Linked DNA regions of Mus musculus: region 1 is linked to region 2. The links are chromatin contacts, called in public HiChIP or PLAC-seq maps. All regions are on one chromosome and are shown on one strand. The core of a region is the stretch at or near the end of the contact, and the rest is flanking DNA. Distances in the headings are between cores, read along the strand shown. Region 1 overlaps Pxylp1 (2-phosphoxylose phosphatase 1). Region 2 overlaps Rasa2 (RAS p21 protein activator 2).

Region 1 (2,700 bases), core at 74-2,573, 290 kb after region 2:
CAGTCTTTCTACCTAAAATGCTTCGCTGACTACTCCCCAAACCCCAGGGGGTCTGGGACATCAAGAGTTATCTGAGACCCCACCCCACCCCCAGCTTCACATCCTCTGAGAGCAGCCCTGGCTGCGGGCAGGCAATCCACGTTGTCTCTATGGGGCTGGTCCTGCTTCTGCGTAGGCAGGCTGGCACCCCAGGAGCACTCCATCAAAACAACGTCTCCCCTGTTGGGCACTTCCCTACGCCTCACAGTCTCATTCAGTAAACGCTGCACTGGATGGATGCTACGCGCCCCCAGACACGCTGGCTACGGCCAAGGCATCATTTATTGCTAACTGCTTCTAATTTCCATGCACGCAATTTCCATCCTCCGTTCAATTATTTTTCATCCTAAGGGCTTTCAACTAAGACAGTGCTGCCTGTAATGTGTGAAAAATTAAATGGCTGAACATTATCTTACGCTCACAGGCCTCGGCAGCTGCGAGCATGCCCTCTCGGGCATCATCCGCGCCCCCCCACCCCCAGCTTTCATTTCCATTTTAGAGGTGGGGGGGGTGGGCTGAGCTCAGCTAGACCAAGGGATGGATTGGTGTGCCTGGTGCCTCCATGGAACCTCTCCGAGGGTGGAGGTGGGGTGGGGTGGGGGGTAACCCAGTGCTCACTCTTTCTCTTTTTTCTTGCTTGGAACATCAGAATTAGAGGCTGTGTCTCAGACTAAACAGGGCTCAGGCCTCAGTGCGTTTTCTGAGTTGCCTGAAACTGATACGCTCTCTGCTCTGGGACTGTCTTTGGCCCTCTTCTCCCAACCCAGATATTCTCTCCTGGAGAGAGAAGGGACGCCAAGACATACGCAACTTAAGACTTGGAAGCTCAGAAAGTTACAAGGCTCATAAGGCTCCGACCGAGATTTTAACAGCAGGAAATAACCACTAAGAGAGTGGGGGAGAGACAGTGTGACTAGGTCGAGCCACCCGCAAGCTGTGCGGGAGGCTACAGGGATGAAGCCTTCTGCGTGATCACCCATGCTGTGGTGGGCTTTTCAGTGAGGCAGTGGCCTCTGAGTCACCCGTGCTCCTCTAGGTAAACCCAGCTAAAGCTGGGTTTGGGTGGAGTCATTTTTCTGATCTGTCATCAGTGCCCTATCTGGGTTGAGTAGATGTTTGTGTCTCCCAAGGGAGTCACACAACAGCGTGCAATGCAAGACAGTGAACACTTTGAACAGTTGGTGCCCACCAAAGCGTAGCTCGCACCTCCCTCCCATAGTGCTCTGCTGCACGGAACACAGCAGAAGGCATGAAGACGACTCATAAAAGAAAAGTGCAGTTTACCTGCTAGCCACTAGAGTGCAGTCGATTTCTGGCCGCTTTGTTTTGGGAATGGCATACAGTGGGTACCTGTCCCCATGGCGAATGAACACATGAACGGAGACCAGCTTATAATGATGCGGGGCATGACCTGTGAGAGAGACACATCTTCTAGTCACCACACAACAAGCAAGTGTTTTAGCAAGGGCGTCTATGCCCAGGCTTGGGGGCTGAGGAGGTAGAACCCAGGGCAACCCAGAAATGGCAGAGCTGCTACTCAGGACCTTGACCTGTAGGGAAGGCTGCTGTGCTGGGTGGGTGATGCTGAAGAACCCCCACAAGCTGAGACAGAGGTTCATGGGAGGGGCTGACATGCCCCAGAGCCCCCAAAGTCATCAGCTGAAGGCCAGTGAGATGTGCACGTGGTGACTAATGTCTCATGTGCACAGACTGGGGGAGGCTCACAAAAATCCTAGCAACAGACTTCTGCTTTAAGTCCTTCGGGAAACACAGCAGGATACAAATGCACGCATCCCACACCACCCTATGATACACTTTGAGGAAAGTCAAACTTGATTCACATTCCTTTACAGCAAGACTTGTAGGCCCTGTGCACATGCTAAGCATACGGTAGATTTGCTCTGAGAAGCCGAGTTGCCAAAGGGATGGGCCAGCCTCAAGCCCTTGTCTGCCTTACCCACATCTCCTCACCAGACACCGAGCAGTGTGCTAAGACCAGGAGCTCATCCTAGGCACAGTGGCTGCAGAATTTGAGTCCAGGCCAGCCAGCTTCTTATCACTGTTTGATGCTGCTTAGAGAACTTTGTCCCCAGGATGTCTACTTGGGTCCTGAGGCCCAGGCTACCCAGACAGCGACAGGTCATACACTGGGTCTACCTTCCATGCTGTGCTCCGCTACGCTTGGAATGTTGCAGTACAGAAGAGCTTCATAAACCGGGTCTACGGTGGGAGGCTCTGTCACTGGGTCAGGCATGATCCTCTTTCGACTCTTGCTGCTTCCTCCATTCTTTGTGGCAGACACTGGGATCAAGTGGACTGCAAAGAAAGAAGAGTGACTAAAGGAGATGCTAGATCAGCTGTCGTGGCCACAGACGGCTGAATGTCACAGGGGTGCTCACTCCTTCAGTTAGGGTGGACCCTAGAGGAACTAGAAGTCAGCCTGGGTCTAACTGAGTGACAGACCCCCCTCAGCATGGGCCAGGATAACCTAGTCCTCACTCTCGAGTTACTGGAACTAACTGTGCACGAGGACACAGCCCCTCTTCTCAATAAGCTTTTAGCTCCCATAACTATATCGGGGGGGGGGGGGGTGATCACTGTCTACTGGCGCCTGTTAAGTGCTAAATGGAGTGTGTGTGTCACACCTCAATTAATACCATC
Region 2 (2,700 bases), core at 16-2,515:
TAACTTTTGTTGGAAGATACTCAATTATACTAAAGAAGAAAATACAGAATTAAGATGTTTACAATACAACCTTCATAATGTGCCAAGCTTTCTACCAAGGAAGAATGTATTTATATCCACAAAATTGATTTTTCTTATTCAGAAATATAAAAGTACCGACCAACATAAGACTATTTAAAATAGTGTAGCAAGGACTTGGAGTCCTCACACTAACACTATCTTTGTGCATTTTAATTTTCTACCTGTAAAGTAGGAATGAAACCATGCTAGGCTGTATGAGCATCAATGACAGGAGCAGACACTGCATTGCCAGCAGACACCGTGAAGGACACTGTTGTTTGCCAGTCCATCTACTGTACTGCCAGCAGGTCCCTGGTCACACTGAGTGCTGCGTGTCAGAGAGTGCTGGAGGGTTACAGCTGACACATTTCTTTCCTCACACTAGGGAGGAAAGAGTCTTTTCTTTTTCTCCCTGTAAACATTATCTTAAAGAAGACAATGGGGCTCTGAGCTACTGTGGCTCCTCTGATGGTGAGAAGAAGAAAGGCGAGATTTAGATGATCCCAGTGACAATGACCGCATCTCAGTGACAGTGCTCAGTGATGCACTAACCCACTGGATTAGCTTGGTCTTCACTGTGGAGACTGAAAACCTCCCTCGAGTCTGCTACGGCTCCTGGGAGGAATCCAGCTGCCGGTGTCCTGAGAGGAACACGTCCCACGGCATGCCAGCTGCTGCTGTCCTTAGCCAGCGCATTCTCTTCATCTGAGATGTAGCACTTGAAACCAACCTTCAAATGCTTCTATGCACTGTTATGGCTTACTTTTTTTTTTTTTTTTTAGTATTTATTATAAATATAACATATTGTGAGAAATATAAAGGAGACAACAAAAAGAAAAAGCTATGAATTATTCAGAGTGAATTACAACTGACCACGACATTCAAAGCAGTGATGACGCTCAGCACTGACAGAAAGGATGGCTGGCCTGCGGCGGCCGACCAGGAGAGGGAGTGGGGGAGGCACGCACGCGCACGCGCACGCGCACGCGCGGGCCCTGATAGGCGGGAGCAGAGCCCAGGAGACTTACTTGCTTCCGTATTTTGCACTACTCGATCTTTTCTTTCTGTATTTCTCATGAGGTTCATCGAGCTTCTCTATGGTGCTTTTGATTTGCTGAATTGTCTTAAAGGTTGCAACAGAATCCTCAATGGTGAACTTAGAATAACCAGGTTCTTTCTGTGGCCCCTGATACACAGCTATAGACCCACAGGTCTCTGTAAGGAACAGTGAAATCTCTGATCAGAAAACTAAATTCCACAAGTGTAATCTGTAGTGTAATTTAAAAAACTTTGAAGTTTTTAAGTGAGTTTCTTTGACAAGAGCACAGGTGACTGTATTATAACAATTTACTGAACAATCACATTTACAAAGAATAATTATTTAATTTCATGAATAGATAAAGATTAATGCCTCCTTTGAGGGTTTGTAAACTTCACTATCAGTAACAGGAAATCTATAAATATTTTTAACTTTTTAAAAAGTCAAAGAAATAACCTAGAAATTAATAATGAAAACTAATGGTTTCATTTTGTTTACCTTCCATTTTCTGCAGCTTAAGTAAACTGAGGGTAAAAATAGAATAAATTCTTTCTGTTTCTCTGTCTTCATCGATATCTATCTGGATGTCTGCAGGGATGCCTCTATGATAAGAAGAAAATTAAAGACATTGGAAAAATTCTTTGTTAACATTAGAAATGAATCAAGACTAAAACTAGAATTAGAATTTTCTAAAAGCGGCTTCAGAAATTAGTTTCCGAGATACTTCAACAGGATCACAAGGTCTGGTTGTTAAGGACTCAAGTCTTGAAAAAGATTTTGAAGTAAAATCATAAAAAATATTTTTAATGTATATGTGTATATCTGTGTGTGTGTGTGCGCATGCGTGCGTGCCTATACATGCCTCTGCAGAGGCTAGAAGACGGTATCTGATCTGTGCTCTGGAGCTGGTGTCACATGGGTTTTGGAACTAAACTTGAGTCTTCTTTCTACAAGAACAACAAGCACTAACTGCTCCCCAGTCCCAATAAACATATATATAACCTATAGTTGTTCACCGAACAATGCATCAATCTAGCCCCTGGGCACCACTAACTTACAGTTGTGTCTATAGAAATTTACTTACTCTCTGTATTTTAATTTTTGTGGTACTAGAATTAAACCAAAGCCCCTGTGTGTGTCAGGTGAGAGAGACACTCTACCACTGGGCAACAACCCAAGCCTTTCTAGACACGGTTTATAGAAATGTCTTCAGCACCGTGCGGCCTCTGTCCAGCTACTTCTACATAGCGTCTGTCATGCTCTCACACCCACGCCCGCATGCAGTCATGAGTTACTCACGCGGTGCACGGCTTGCAGCCTGGTGTGCTTTCACTCGTCTCCTGGCAGCAGAGCCAGTTTCCGTTGAGATACGCTGAGGGGTGGAAAGAGCTGAGCCTGTTGTGGTTGCATCTGCTCACCCTGCACAGGACATCTATCCACTCATTGGCTTCCACACAGTTGTTTGCTTGGATGTACAGCGTTTTCTCTGTATGTATCACTTGGAACATCTTTATTGCAAATTAAAATAAAAAGTTAGAGAAACCTTAAAAACAACATATACTATACAAAAAGAAAAAGCACTTAGGAGACCTGGATTGCTT

The links. HiChIP or PLAC-seq counts read pairs in DNA pulled down with a chosen protein or histone mark.
Region 1: an H3K27ac HiChIP or PLAC-seq map of large pre-B cells shows a contact between it and region 2, with 4 times the contacts expected there. The contact joins two enhancer-like sites. A contact is called at or near these places in 3 of 115 datasets of contacts at active chromatin or transcription factors (embryonic stem cells and large pre-B cells) and 1 of 9 other capture datasets (embryonic stem cells).

What each region holds. Positions count from the first base shown.
Region 1 is chr9:96,837,763-96,840,462 of GRCm38.p6, forward strand. It overlaps Pxylp1 (2-phosphoxylose phosphatase 1), which reads right to left. Exons shown (of 6, transcript NM_001289647.1): 3 at 2,197-2,355; 4 at 1,324-1,450. Among named protein-coding and RNA genes, the nearest start is that of Pxylp1, 50 kb to the right of the region's middle. Within about 2 kb of position 1,324, at least 46 of the 459 cell types and tissues checked have an H3K27ac peak or open chromatin away from gene starts, as enhancers often do.
Region 2 is chr9:96,543,191-96,545,890 of GRCm38.p6, forward strand. It overlaps Rasa2 (RAS p21 protein activator 2), which reads right to left. Exons shown (of 24, transcript NM_053268.2): 21 at 2,399-2,607; 22 at 1,598-1,701; 23 at 1,089-1,275. Among named protein-coding and RNA genes, the nearest start is that of Gm28729, 19 kb to the left of the region's middle. Within about 2 kb of position 1,266, at least 67 of the 459 cell types and tissues checked have an H3K27ac peak or open chromatin away from gene starts, as enhancers often do.